Regions from separate parts of the Sus scrofa genome. Here regions 2, 3, 4 and 5 are each linked to region 1. The links are chromatin contacts, called in public Hi-C and HiChIP or PLAC-seq maps. All regions are on one chromosome and are shown on one strand. The core of a region is the stretch at or near the end of the contact, and the rest is flanking DNA. Distances in the headings are between cores, read along the strand shown. Region 1 has its middle 43 kb from the start of PTPN1. Region 2 holds the start of CEBPB (CCAAT/enhancer binding protein (C/EBP), beta). Region 3 has its middle 31 kb from the start of CEBPB. Region 4 overlaps LOC110257431 (a long non-coding RNA gene). Region 5 overlaps LOC110257431 (a long non-coding RNA gene).

The links. A called contact is a pair of places that touch in the nucleus more often than the background predicts. HiChIP or PLAC-seq counts read pairs in DNA pulled down with a chosen protein or histone mark.
Region 2: a contact with region 1 is called in a Hi-C map of liver, with 6 times the contacts expected there. The contact joins the promoter of CEBPB here to the enhancer-like site in region 1. A contact is called at or near these places in 5 of 5 promoter capture datasets (fetal liver, fetal skeletal muscle, liver and 1 more), 38 of 47 Hi-C or Micro-C datasets (adipocytes, adipose tissue, alveolar macrophages and 17 more) and 2 of 2 datasets of contacts at active chromatin or transcription factors (alveolar macrophages and skeletal muscle).
Region 3: a contact with region 1 is called in an H3K27ac HiChIP or PLAC-seq map of alveolar macrophages. The contact joins two enhancer-like sites. A contact is called at or near these places in 2 of 47 Hi-C or Micro-C datasets (embryonic fibroblasts and epiblast stem cells) and 2 of 2 datasets of contacts at active chromatin or transcription factors (alveolar macrophages and skeletal muscle).
Region 4: an H3K27ac HiChIP or PLAC-seq map of skeletal muscle shows a contact between it and region 1. The contact joins two enhancer-like sites. A contact is called at or near these places in 2 of 2 datasets of contacts at active chromatin or transcription factors (alveolar macrophages and skeletal muscle).
Region 5: an H3K27ac HiChIP or PLAC-seq map of alveolar macrophages shows a contact between it and region 1, with 5 times the contacts expected there. The contact joins two enhancer-like sites. A contact is called at or near these places in 1 of 5 promoter capture datasets (liver), 8 of 47 Hi-C or Micro-C datasets (blood, embryonic fibroblasts, liver and 3 more) and 2 of 2 datasets of contacts at active chromatin or transcription factors (alveolar macrophages and skeletal muscle).

The regions. Positions count from the first base shown.
Region 1 is chr17:51,972,707-51,975,444 of Sscrofa11.1, reverse strand. No RefSeq gene overlaps it. Among named protein-coding and RNA genes, the nearest start is that of PTPN1, 43 kb to the left of the region's middle. Within about 2 kb of position 1,309, at least 14 of the 83 cell types and tissues checked have an H3K27ac peak or open chromatin away from gene starts, as enhancers often do. A contact at or near this core is called in adipose tissue, alveolar macrophages, fetal liver and 3 more, where this site is marked.
Region 2 is chr17:51,721,233-51,723,970 of Sscrofa11.1, reverse strand. CEBPB (CCAAT/enhancer binding protein (C/EBP), beta) reads right to left here and starts at 1,338. Exons shown (of 1, transcript NM_001199889.1): 1 at 298-1,338. The coding sequence starts at 1,338. The coding sequence ends at 298.
Region 3 is chr17:51,752,465-51,755,202 of Sscrofa11.1, reverse strand. No RefSeq gene overlaps it. Among named protein-coding and RNA genes, the nearest start is that of CEBPB, 31 kb to the right of the region's middle. Within about 2 kb of position 1,337, at least 26 of the 83 cell types and tissues checked have an H3K27ac peak or open chromatin away from gene starts, as enhancers often do. A contact at or near this core is called in alveolar macrophages and skeletal muscle, where this site is marked.
Region 4 is chr17:51,786,824-51,789,561 of Sscrofa11.1, reverse strand. All of the region lies in intron 1 of LOC110257431 (a long non-coding RNA gene), which reads right to left. Among named protein-coding and RNA genes, the nearest start is that of CEBPB, 66 kb to the right of the region's middle. Within about 2 kb of position 1,416, at least 6 of the 83 cell types and tissues checked have an H3K27ac peak or open chromatin away from gene starts, as enhancers often do. A contact at or near this core is called in alveolar macrophages and skeletal muscle, where this site is marked.
Region 5 is chr17:51,820,049-51,822,786 of Sscrofa11.1, reverse strand. All of the region lies in intron 1 of LOC110257431 (a long non-coding RNA gene), which reads right to left. Among named protein-coding and RNA genes, the nearest start is that of CEBPB, 99 kb to the right of the region's middle. Within about 2 kb of position 1,381, at least 41 of the 83 cell types and tissues checked have an H3K27ac peak or open chromatin away from gene starts, as enhancers often do. A contact at or near this core is called in alveolar macrophages, liver, retroperitoneal adipose tissue and 1 more, where this site is marked.

The DNA of each region.
Region 1 (2,738 bases), core at 60-2,559:
CAGCAAACAATGCTGCAATTAGTATTCCCTTCACAGGAGTCTTTCCGTGTATGTGGATCTATTTCTGTGGGGATACATTCCTAGCAGCTGAACTGCCTGGTCACAGGGCAGGTGCGTTTTTAAATTTTAACACTTATTGTCCAAATGCTTTCTAAGGTCATACCTACCAATTGGCATTCAGACCATCAGCTTACGTGAGGGCTGGTTTCCCCACACTCTAGCCGACGCCTACTATGATTTGACTTCTCAATCTTTGCCCTGCTCACTGGGGAAAAAGGTGTTCACGGTGGTTGTATTCTGCAGTCCTTCCTTTTATATTAGGTTGGGGATTTAAAAATATATCTAAAGGCCATTTGTATTATTATTTCTTTTCTGGTAGCAAAGCATTCAGTCCTTTGCCTATCTTTCCATTGGATAATTGTTTCTTTTTTTCCATCTGCAAGAGCTCTTTATATAAGAAGAAATTTAGGTCTTTCTTTCTCATATATGCTACAAGTGTACCTATTTGAACATCCAGGTAAGCCAAACAAAAATGGGATCCTTCTGGGCACAAGGTTTTTGAAGCCTGAGGTTACTTGATGATATATGTGGATCCCATTCCATGTAAGTAAATATGTCTTTATAAAACAAAAATCACTCTGATGGAGTGCCCAGTGTGCCTCAGTGTAACAAACCTGACTAGTGTCCATGAGGACACTGGTTCGATCCCTCCTTGATCAGTGGGGTTAAGGATCTGGCATTGCTGTGAGCTGTAGTGTAGGCTGCAGACGTGGCTTGGATCCTGCGTTGCTGTGGCTGTGGCATAGGCTGGCAGCTACAGCTCCAATTCAACCCCTAGCCTGGGAACTTCCACATGCCACAGGTGCAGCCCTAAAAAGACAAAAAACAAAACCAAAACAAAACCAAAAAATCACTCTGAGTAGTTTGGAAGTTCATCAAATGTAAATGGTTATGGATTTGGATGTACACCAGTGTCAGAGAAGACGATTGTGAAGAGTCCCATGTGCGCTGTCTGTTTTTGTCTGTTACCTAATCTAGTCCTTCAACAACACTGAAGTGACATCATCCCCATTTTATAGGGGAGGAAACTGAGGTCCAGAAAGGTCATAGAATTTGGCTCAAGTCTTCCTGCTGCTCTGTTCAAGAGCTGGGATCCAAACGCCCAAGCCTTTGCTGCCATCTTTCATTACTTTAAATCTCTACCCTGACAACTAGTCTGGAGACTATGGCCCTGGGGTAAGTCCCCAATCTCTCCACCACTACCCAAGGCTGGGGAATTTCACGCAGTTTAGGGATGAGGCCACCAGGAGGCGCTGGGGACACATCCCTTGTTTAACTGGCTGCAGCCTGGAATGGGACGTTGTGACAGTCCAAGGTCTCTAGACATTGCCAAATCTAGACATTGCCAAATGGCCTTGGGTTTAGAACCCCTACTGTGGACCTACAGGGCCCAGGCAGTGACCGAAGTTAGTCCTGCTTAAGGTAAGAATGGCTCACACACACAGAGCCTCACATATAGGAACTTGTATTAACAAGTATTAATACCCTGGGGGTGGGGACCGACACCATCCCTGCCACAGAGATGAGAAAACTGAGGCCCAGAGAAGTTCAGTGACTTGCCCAAGGCCACACAGCCAGTAGGTGGCAGAGCTGGGGCTTGAACCCAAGTTGTCAGGCTCCAGCACCTGTGCCCTTAACCAATGTAATCTACTGTCCCTCAGAAAAGTATGCATTGCTTGGGTTTCAAATCCACAGAAATATTCTCTTGTTCCACAAAGAAATACCTTTTCTCCCAGTTTTCTTTTTATATATTTTCATTTTCCCACTTTTGATGGAAAGTCATGTACAAGAGATTTTTCGTTTTCATTATATTTGTACTGTGAGAAAAACGCCAGCCCCAGTGCCATGATAAACGGCAGCTGAGACTCAACCTCAACATGAGGGATGCACTGGGGAGTGGTGGGGACCGTGGTGTCCCAGACGGCTCAGCCTGGTTAGTCCTGGCACTTTGTTTCCTGTGGGCTGGCCCAATTTTGCAAGAGAAGGCAGAAATCTAGATTACTTATGTGAAATTTCCTAATTTTTACACAATGGCAATTAATTAAAAAGTTAAAAACCCTTGATGTCCAAATAAAACAAGTCTGAAGCCTGATTTGGCCTGAGAACTGCCAGTTTAAGACCTTCCTGAAGGGTGCATTCAAGGTCCAGGAACAAACACTTGAACTCCTAATGCCTCTGCTTTCCATGACCATTTATTTAGTTAATTCTTTTACATGTATAGTCATGCATTCATTCCATGTATGCATTCTACTCACTCACTCACTCATCCATCAATATCATCCATCCACCCACCCATCTATCCATCCATCCATCCTTTCATTCATGCATTTCACTTATCTATCCACTCATCCATTCATCCATCTACCTGTCCATCCTCCATTCATCTATCCATCCATCCATCCTTTCATTCATACATTTCACCCTCCTACATATCTATTCATTCATCCATCTATCTGTCCATCCATCCATCCATCTCTCCATCCATCCATCTCTCCATCCATCCATCCATCCATCCATCCATCAATTTATCCTTTCATCCATGCATTTCACCCACTTACCTTTCCATACGTTCATATATCTATCTGTCCATACATCTATCTGTCCATCCATCCATCCATCCTTTCATTCATGCATTTCACTTATCTATCCACCTATCCATTCATCCACTGACCTGTCCA
Region 2 (2,738 bases), core at 89-2,588, 250 kb after region 1:
AGAGGCAGAGTTTATCATTCATCTGTACACATAGACATTTCTTCTTTAAATAACACCACGGGCGGGCGCCTCATCTGCATGTGCGGTTGGTTTGGACAAAAATATAGATATATATAATAAAATATTAAAATTACCGACGAGCTCCCCGCGCTGCCAAGTGCCCCAGTGCCAAAGTTTTGCCGGCGCCACTGGGGGCGGGGGCGGGAGCGCGGGCGCTTCCCGGAGTCACTGTGGCCGCGGCGCGCCCGGCAGCGCGGAGGCCGGCGGGCCGGCAGGGGGACGCGCGCGGGGGCCGCGCTAGCAGTGGCCGGAGGAGGCGAGCAGGGGCTCGGGCAGCTGCTTGAACAAGTTCCGCAGGGTGCTGAGCTCGCGCGACAGCTGCTCCACCTTCTTCTGGAGCCGCTCGTTCTCGGCCGTGAGCTCCAGGACCTTATGCTGCGTCTCCAGGTTGCGCATCTTGGCCTTGTCGCGGCTCTTGCGCACCGCGATGTTGTTGCGCTCACGCCGGATCTTGTACTCGTCGCTGTGCTTATCCACGGTCTTCTTGGTCTTACTCTTGACCTGCGAGGGCGCCGGCGCCGCCCCCGCGTAGCAGGCGGCTGGGGGCGCCTTGGCGTCGGCGGGGCTCGGCGTGCCGGGCGGGCTGGACGACGAGGATGTGGACAGGCTCCCGCTGCTGCCGCTCGGCACCGCCTGGTAGCCGAGGTAGGCGCGCAGCGCATACGGGAAGCCAGCCGCCATGCCTGCGGCGCCGCCGCCCGGCGCTCCGGCCTCCTCCTTCCGCTTGCAGTCCGCGGGCTCGAAGCCCGGCTCCGCCTTGAGCTCGGCCGGCTGCGGCGGCGGCGGCGGGGGCGGCGGGTGTAGGGGCGCGAAGCAGCCCGGGTGCAGCGCGTTCTTGGCGGCCCCCAGACGCCCCAGGCTCACGTAGCCGTATTCGGCCGCCTTCTTGCAGTTCTTGCCCCCGTAGTCGTCGGAGAAGAGATCGGAGAGGAAGTCGTGGTGCTGCCCGGAGGAGGCGGGCGCGGGGGCGGGCGCGGGCGGAGCCGCCTCGAAGGTGTCGGTGGCCGTGGCCGGCGCCGGGGCCTGCGGCGCGCCCAGCGGCTCCAGGTATGGGCTGAAGTCGATGGCGCGCTCGTGGTCACCGATGCTACCCAGCTCGCCGGCGGGGGGGCGCGGCCCGGGTCTGGCCGCGGGGGGCGCCGCGGGGGCCGCCTTGCCGCCGTACGCAGCAGCCAAGCAGTCCGCCTCGTAGTAGAAGTTGGCCACTTCCATGGATTTAAAGGCAGGCGGCGGCGGCAGGGGGAGACATGCTGGGTCCCAGGCCACCAGGCGTTGCATGAACGCGGGTGCCCGGGGAGGGGGCCTGGGGCTGCCCGCTCCGGCCGGCCCGCAGGTGGCGCGGCCTCCTGGCTCCGAACTGTCGCTGCTGTGTCGCTGCTGCTGCTGTTGCTTTTTCCGCTGGATTGGCCGCTATTAGTGCGGGGGCTGGTAGCTGGACCCTCGGGTGGGTCCCCTTCCCGGTCCCGTGCGCGGCTCTGACTCGCTAAAGTTTCTCCAGAGCCCGGTTATTTATAAGGCGGGCCATGGCAACGGCTGCGTCACGCCTGGCGGCCGCCCCAACCCCTCCCCGGGCACGCAGAGGACACGCTGTGGCCGCCCGAGACCCCCGGCAGGGCGGCGGTGGGGCACCGTGACCTGACTGAAGATCTGGAGCGCGCCCTTGGGGGGTCCTCCGGCTTCGGGGGCCGCCACACGCCCCCTGCCCACCCCCACCCTTCGGACTCAGGATTGGAAGCGAGAAGAGGCGCGAACCCGCCCCCGGACCGCCCCCTCTGGGCTGGAGGCTGTACTAGAAGGGAGGGGGGAATCCGGGGAGGGGGCGACGCCATCGCCTTCCCCCACCCTAAACGCGGCCGCGGCCCGCCCCCTGCTGGAGGAGGCCGTGGCTTCAAGATCAGCGGCTCTCAGCCCCAACTCCTTAAGGAGGGGACGCGCCCCAGGCGGGATCCTGGAGACCCCAAACCCCTGCTCTGGCTATTGGAGAGGTAGCCCATCTCCAAAGCCCTTCCAGGGCCCGGCCCCGCCCCTAAACTTGCCCTCGTCCCCAACTTTTGGAAGGAGAGGATTTCACGCCTATAGGGACTTCTCTCCTAAATGCGAAGACTTGTGGTTGGGGGCTTTGGGAGTGCAAGTCTGGAGCAAGCTCCACTGGAGCATCTGCCAGGGGCCCGACCTTGCCCCTCTCCTAGCCCTGCCCAGCACAGCCGCCCGCCCCCTCAGACCACACCCGGGTATTCTCCAGCCCCACCCCACTCCCACTTGGGCACCCAAAGTGTAGAAGGGGGTGTAGGTGCTAAGCTCTGACATTACTGTGTCACCTTGCGCAGGTCACTTAGCTAACCTTCAATCCTTGAAGGTCTCAAAACTTATTATTAGTTGTATTATTGTCTCCACCACAGACTCCCAAACATAAGGCTTTCTGCTCTAAGATGCACAGCAGAGAGAAGGGCCTCTCCCAGGGTGTAAAGAGGCCCAGAGGGGGCATAGCACACCCCAGGTCAGATGGCCTCATGTCCCCCACTATTCTCAAAGAAAAGCCCTGGTCCCTACACTCTCAGACCTATTTGCCACCAGAAGGCCAAAACACCTGTTTCTGAGGCTTGTGCGAAAGGAGTTCTGCCAGGCCCCAGTGGGGGCTATGCAGAGAGAAGGGACTCCCCTGTTTTTCCCAGGCACCT
Region 3 (2,738 bases), core at 88-2,587, 220 kb after region 1:
GTTAAAAGAAAAAGCCTTTATAGTCAGGCCTGGATTCCACTGTGGGCTCCCCTGCTTATAACTATGCGGCCTTGGGTATGCCACGGTTCCTCTCTGGGTCCCGGCTTCTCTATCTGCACAACGAACATGGCAACATGCCAGCCTCATAGATTGTCGGCTGACATCTATCAGCCAGCCCAGAGTTTGTCTCAAATCAAAGAGGGGTATTGTGGGGCTGGTGATGTGTACCCTATTTGAATTCCCCCATTGCTGGGGAACTCAGTCCCTTACAGAATTGATTTTCCAGCAATAAAACTTCTCCTTATTTTGAACTAAATAAAACCTGCCTTTCCCAGGACCATCCCAGGCTGGCTGTGGAGCCCTCTCTGCCCTCTGTTCCTCCTCTGACAAATGAAATGAGGCTGCTGACCTTGCAGAGAGGGCTCAGTCATTTGACAAACATTTACTGGGCTCCTACTGTGTGCCAAGCATTGGTCTTGGCACTGGGGACACAGCAGTAAACAAGACCAACAAAGTCTCCAATATCATGGAGCTGATGTTCTATGGAGAGGAGACTGACATTAACTATACGAACCCTTAAGGAATACAACAACTAGATAATTATTTATTGGGGAAATCTAAGTATCAGAAGCATCCAAACAAGAGAGAGACATTTAGAACTTATTTTTCTCATCACCTTATTTTTAAACAACATCACTGTATGCATCAGATGATATACCCTCTCAGCTTAAAACCTTTCCGTGGCTTCCATCGTCTTCAGGATCAAGTCTACGTGCCGTAATACAGCAATAGGGCTGCATGTGATCCAGAGCCTGTGGCCCTCTGTGAACTCACCCCCTTGTCCACTCCACTCAAGCCACAATGGCCTCCTCACTGTTCCTGGAACATGCCAAGCTCTCTTTCAGTTCTCAGGCCTGCCACACAGGCTGTTCCCTCCACCTGAAGCTCTTCCTCTCACTCTCCAACTAGCCAGCTCAGGACAGTTGCCATCCTGTACCTCAGGGAAACATATCTGAGCCCAGTCTTGCCTATCAGTTTGGCTCACTTGGCCTCCTTCCCCTTATCCCTGCAAAACTCCACGCAAAACGGAAAGAAAAATAGCCAGGAAAGACCGTGAGTCATTTGTTTACAGGCCAATTAATTACTAAGCTCAAAAACTTGATTTCCATTCTTCCCTTTTTTCCCCTCTCTGCCCTTTGAGAATGTTTGGAATCCACATTGTTTCCCAATGCAAAAGTATGTCAAGATTATTTTTAGCAAACGCACATGATGGCTGAGACTGTTATTCATCCCCCCGCGTCAGTGGGGAGCCGTCCAGAGAGTATGCGGGCTGCTTAATGCTCTTCAGATGTGGCTTCTGGGAGGCCAGGATGTCTGCAATAAGCCTTGGTGGCACTGGGGTCAGTGGAACCCAAGTGGGGTCCAGGGCTGAGAAACTGGGGATAGAGGTGCTGGGCTGCAGTTTCTCCTCCTGACCAGGGGTGGCACTGTGTTGAGGAGGTGCAATTTTCCCCAAACTGGCTTATTTCCTGAACTAGCAAGTGGGGAACCTGGGTATTCCAGCGACTTGTCCCTCCACTTCTCATCTTTTGAAGAGGAGTAGGAGAAACCTAATCCATTCACCTTTGGTTCAATCAGGATGGAAAAGCCTGTTCTGTCTAGCTGATACTACTGTGGCTTCTCTGATCACTTCTCCACCCTCCTACCCCCACTCCCACCCTCCACCACTGTCAGCCAACCCTGGCCACCCCTCGCATTCTCTGAGAGCCCAGGTTGGGAAGTAGGAGCAGCCTTGTGGTGGGAACTCTTCCAAGGGCTTCCTTTCAGGATGGCTGCTTCTTGTCCCTGTCCCAGGAGCTGTAAGAAATCAACTTCCAGCAACCTCAAGGGAACAAGAAAGGACTTGTCTCCAACAGAGACTGTTACCCAGCAATACAGGTGACATTATGGCTGTGGAGTAGAAGATTGTCACCTCCAGAAGGACGGAGAGTATCTCTCATGGTCTGTGTCCCCAGGGCCTGGTCTATAGTGGGTGCTCAGTAAAGACTTAACTAAATGATTGTGACCTGAGTTCCAGGCTCAGTGTGCAAACCAGTGTTGTCACCCGTTTTTCTCAACCTCAATATCCCATCTTGCAAATAGGTAACTGACCCCTAACCCTACAGGGAGGTTTGCCAGCTCAGCTGCCTACAAGAGCCAGGCAGGGGCATAAAAGTGAAACGGGTCAGGGGCAGCTATACTGTCTGTGGGGGAGCAGCCATTCTTCAGCTCTAGCACACAGCACTTACAAGCCCAGAGTACCTGGATCTTTTCATTTCTCAAGGGAAGCCAGAAATCTGGATGTTTGCATGCAACATCCTAAATTTTCAGTGTTGGCAACTTATTTTAACTTTCAGCAAAAGCATAACACAGGCCAAACCCAACACGCCTCGAGGCCGACCCGGCCCATGGGCCGCCAGTTTGAGTCCTTGGTGGTTAGCGTTTGTGGCTCACTAGGCCTTGAACAGGCCTGTCACACCCAAGCCTGGGACAGGGGGTTGGGATGGAGAAGGTAGCACAAGCCTCACCCCATGTGGGAGTAGCTATTATCCCAGCTTATGGGAGGGCTGGGCCGGACTCGTTGGTGCTGGGGCTGTGGGCATTGCCTGCAGAGCTCTGCCTTCCACTTAATTAAGGAAGCTGATAATAATCTAGGTGGAGCGTGGAGATAGGTCGAGAATGAGTTAGCAAACTACGGC
Region 4 (2,738 bases), core at 167-2,666, 190 kb after region 1:
CAAAAAAGACTGACCACACAAGGTGCCTGGGAAAACCATGAGCCATTCTTTTTAACAGCTGCATAATAGTCCACAGAGTGGCCAGAGCAGAATGGAGTCACCCATTTCCCCAAAATGATGAATGATGAGTTTTTTATTTTGGTTCTTCCCCATCCCCCTTTTTTACACACAGGATTTTATTTCACCCTTGCTCCAATTCCAAATATTCTCTCATGTTTCAGGTAAGAAAACTTAGGCCTAGAAAGAAGAAATTCAGAAAGTGACTGAGCCAGAACTCCAAATCAGGCCCTTGTGACCCCAAAGCCATGTAGCCCAGGCTCACTCCTTGCTGGCAATACAGCAGGGAACTATACTGACCAAGGGACCTGCCATTGTAGTGGGGGAGACAGATGAGAAACGAGATGAATCAGTAACATGTGTGGCCTACTCCCAGGTCTCAAGGTTATAGGAAGAACTAAAGGAGGGACGGGGAGAAGGGGTACTGAGGAGGTTAAAATTTTAAGTAGGGCAGTCAGGGAAGCTCTCACAGAAGGTAACATCTGGTCAAAGACATGAAAGTGGTGAGGGAATACCACTTGAGTCTTTCATCCATTTTTGGGGAACAGTATCCAGAGCAGAGGGAACAGCAAGTGCTAAGTCTTGGAGGCAAGGAGCTGGGTGCTACTGGGGCATGAAGGAAAAGAGGCAAGGTCAGGCCATGGAGAGCTTGTAGTCCAACTGAGGAGAGCTGGGCTTTATTGTGAGAATAATGGGGAGTCATGCAAGAGTTTATAGCAAGGCAAATTGGAGATTAGGTCTGGGGTGGGAAAAGCTCCCTCTGGATTCTCCAGATGGGGCAGCAGGAGCAGGAGAGCCTATCAATGGTGGCTCAGGCCAGGAGGGGTTGTCATGGAGATGGAGATGGAGAAAAGCTATCTGGTGCTGAAGAGCTGGTCCAGGGGCTAGGAAGAGGCCCTGCTCACCTCCCTTCTACCTAGACACCCTTGAATTTAATCACCCTTGGAGGAAGCCAGCTCTCAGCCTCTGCAGAGAAAGTGCCAAGAGAGGAAGGAGAACTTTGCTGACTCATGGGCCTGGGCCTCCCAACTTCCCTTGGGGGGCAGGGGTGGAGGAAGGGGGGAATCTTAGCTCAAATGATGGGATAGGGAGGCTGTGGCAGCTGAGAGCAAATAAATAAAGTAATTACAACTGTGCTAAGTGATGGAAAGTGGTTAACAGGGTGACCTAGCGTATGGGGGTGTCATCAGGGAGGGCTTCATGGAGGAGGCAGTGTTTAAGCCAGAATCAGAACAAGTAGGAGTTTAACTAGACCAAGACAGAAGGAAGAGCGTCCCAAACAGATGGAACAGCACCTGCCAAGGCCCTGAGACTGGAAGCAGCCTAATGAGTTCAAGATTCTAGACGGGAGGCCTGGCTGGGTAAAAAGAGCCCTGTGTGGCGAGCCCAGGATAGATAGTGACCTAAGCCAGGGAACACACCCAGCCTGGTCCCTCTCATGGTCAACTCCTGGCAAAAGATTGCTCCGGCTGCCATAGAGGCTGCACTGGTGAAGATCCCCCCATCCATAAACTTCTCTGAGCATCACCACAAGCCAATAAAATAATAGGCAGGTTTGGAAGAGAAATAAAGGAGGTCCCAGAAATTGTAAGGAAGATGGGGCCCAGAGAGATTATTGACTTTGACAAGTCACACAACGAAAAGGTTGCTAAGAGCTTCCACGCCCAGCTCCAGCCTCCCTGGGTCCATCCCTGCTCCTCACTGGACCACAGAACAGCTCAACCTTGTCACACTTGGAGGGAACCCTTCAGTGGGGCAGATGGCAGAAAAGCCATTTACAGCAGCAGCTGGGCCAGTACCCACAGAGGCTAAGGGAGGGGGAGGATGGAGAGGAGGGACAAGCGGAGACACAGAAAGAGAGACAGAGGACAACGGTAAACAGAGAGGAAGGGGAGGAGAGGAGAGGAGAGGAGAGAGGAGGAAGATAGGAGAGAGACATACAGAGGAAGACAGAGATGAAAACACTTGGAGAGACAGAGAGAGGGGAGAGACAGTGAGAGGGAGGGGCTCAAGACTGAGCCAGACAGAGGAAGACACAGAGACAGAAGGAAACAGAGAGACAGAGAGGTGAACTGAGCAGGGCTGGAGGTCGGGGGGCAGGTGGACTCCAGAACCTCTGAGTCTCAGTGCCTCGAAGTCTGCAACTCTCCACTGTTGGAATTTTAAGAAACTTGCAAAGATTCCAAGGTCTGATTTTAAAGCACCAACGCTCACTCATTTGCCAAACATACATCAGCGCACCTGCTGGATGCTGCATACCAATACTGTTCCAGGAACTGAGATAAAGCCCCCAGACCCAGCCTTCCTGGAGCTGACACCCTGAGGGGACACAGGTATCTTTTTAAAATTTTTTTTAATTACTCAATGAGTTTTATTACATTTATAGTTGTACAACGATCATTACAACCCTATTTTATAGCATTTCCATCCCAGACCCCCAGCCTGTCCCCCAACCCCCCAACCTGTCTCCTTTGGAAACCATAAGTTTTTCAAAGTCTGTGAGTCAGTATCTGTTCTGCAAAGAAGTTCATTGTGTCCTTTTTTTTGATTCCACATGTAAGTGACAGCATATGATGTTGGGGGACACGGGTATCTTCAAGTGAGCAGACCCATGAACATGTTCCTCCAGAGATGAAAGCGTTGGAGAGTGAAGATAGGGAGCCATAAGCAGGTGTCACAGG
Region 5 (2,738 bases), core at 132-2,631, 150 kb after region 1:
TCCTTCTCCTCCTTCAGAAGTCTCTCCAGGTCACCTCCTCAGAGAAGCCCTCTCTGACCTGTGCAGCTCCCAAACACCCCTGTTTATTTCTGCCATGAAATTATCTTATCTATTCCTGTGTTTGCTCACTGATCTCTCCTCCACCTGAATGCAGGCGGAAGCCTTGTTCGCTGCTGGGTCCCCTCGAGTCTGATACAATAGGTGCTCAAGCAGCAGCTGTGGAATGAAGAGAAGAGCATCCAAGTGCTGCCTTGCCCCTGTGCACCCCTGGCCCCAGCTTGAAGTTCAGGGGCTGGGAACCAGGAGGCTCCATTCCCGCCCCAGGCAGGTGCCCCTCTGAGCCCCAGAGCCTGTCTGGTTCCCAGCCCCATAAAATCCACCACCCTCAATTTGCCCTTGGGCAGCAAAGAGTGAAGGAGGAGGATGTGGGGCCCAGAGGTTGACCTGGGCGGGGAGAAGATGCAGACTTGAAAGTCAGTGTCCACGGGCAATTTCAATGCGGCCAAATGCTATTTAAACACCATAGCCCTCATGGCTGCTCTGCCAGGTCGGGACTACTACAGTCACCCCCTATCAGTGAGGAAAGTGAGGTACAGCTGGGTGCAGCCACAGGCCCCAGGCCGAGGAGCCAGAGGAAGGTGCAGTCGAGGATCAACCCCAGCTCTGCATGATGCCAGGGTCTGTGCGTGCTCTCACCCACGCTGGTCAGTGCACAGATAGTGCATGGGCACTAGCGGATATGCCAGGCGCTGGTTCAGAGCACAGGTCCTGGAGGCGGAGCTCTGAGACCTCGGGCAGGGTACTCAGCCCCTCTATGCCTCGGTTTCCCTGCTGTGAATCAGACCCCAAGACCCCTCCCTTGTGGGGTTGTTGACCAACTGAAAGGAGAGCATCTGAGGCCCAAGAGAGCTGTTAGGATATCTTGCTGCCCTGAAATGTGGATGCCCTTGGTCCTCTCTCTGAGCCTCAGTTTCCCCATCTGGCATATGCTACTCTGCAGGGCTGTTTCGGGGCTGGCATGAGCTGTTTGCCCCATGTCTTGCACACAGTGAATGCTTAAAAGTGCTCCCTGCTGTTTACTCCAAGCCTCTGGGCCTCATTCTCCTCATCTGTAACCCCAGAAGGCAGTCCTGATCCCCCAAGACCTCTTCTAGGTCACTAGGGCAAAGAGCCAGGGGCCCCAGGGTGGCCCTGGCAGGGGGAGGGGGTTCTGGATACGGGGAGAGCCGCAGAGTGGCCAGGATCAGGAAGTTGCAGGAGGCCGGAGTGACTCACCAGCCAGCCCGGCCGAGGGGCTGGGCTGCGGCCCCCCACGCACCCCTCTGGGTCCTGCCTTGAGCCCAAAAGTGCTGTGTCATGCTCTGTCATGTGGCTCCGGGTCATTAATACTCAAGTTCTGGGAAGCTTGGGCCGAGTTCCCGGAAGGGGTCAGCCAGTTCAGTAAACAGATTGGCTGGTTGGTCGTCACAGCTGAGCCGGGCAGGCCGGCAGCTCGGGAGTCAGGAGGTGGGGACTAGTGGCCAAAGGGGGCACAGGAACCACCCCCATCCCTGTGCTGGGCTGGCGCCTCCCAGAGCAGCTTGGCCCAGCTCTGCAGATGAAAGGTGAACCTGAAGCTCAGAGAGGGCAAGGCACTTGCCAGAGGACACACAGTGGGTCCAGGGTTCAAACCCAGGAATCCGGACTCACTATCTAGTGCTCTCAGCAACTCCCTAACAATAAGCAACAGGCTCTGCATCCTCCTCACCTCCAAATCCTATCCCAGACTCTAAAGCCAGTTTGTTGGATAAAGAGAGAAACAAGTGGAAGGCAGTTTGGGAAGGAAGCTGGTTTGGGAGGATAACAGGCTGTCCCCTGTGATAGGTCCTCTAATAATAATAACACCTGCTAGCCCGTATTGAGCACTTACTATGTGCCCCTAGGCACTTAAGTGCTACTTGGACACTGAGCTAAGTGCCTTACATTAATTCACTCATGTAATATTGCAGCCACCTTTACACAAATAATCACGGCATCCTTTTTAAAGCATCTACTAACTGCCAGGCACTGAGCTGGGTAACTGATTTGCACCACCTCTAATCCTCACATCCACCCAATTAGGTAGACATTGTCCTCACGCCCCCATCAAATGAGAAAATAGGCCTGGGAAGACAAGCAGCTGTATCATTTGGTGGAAGAAAAGTGGACTCAGGGATTCAACCTTTGGCTTTGCCCCTTCCCACTGTATGACCTCACGCAAGTGATTCTCTCTCTCAGAGCCTCAGTTTACCCTCCTGATACACGGAATGATTATGGTATTCGGATCACAGGGAGCCAGACCTGGTGGGGGCACGTGACTGTCAGTGGTAGAACACAGGCTTTAAGCTGGGGCAGATCTGGGTTCTGATTTCATTCTGCTGCTTCTTGGCTGTGTGACCTTAGGAATACTGCTTAAGTTCTCTGGGCCTCCATGTCCTCTATCAAATGGATAACATGATAACACCTCCCTCATACAGCTGGCAGGAGAAATGAATGAGCTGACACTCCCAAAACCCTCCATGCAGGGCTGGGCATTCCATAGGTACTCAGCACAGGTGACTTGTTCTTGTATTTCACTGAAGCTGACTGCTGGGACAAGGGGAAAGGGTGAGAGGCTGTGGACCCAAGGACGAGGCACCCATAGTCCTTGCTGCCCTTCTGCAGCCACAAGCAATTTGAACAGAGGAGGTGAGGTCCCAGTCCTCTTCACATGCTGTGCT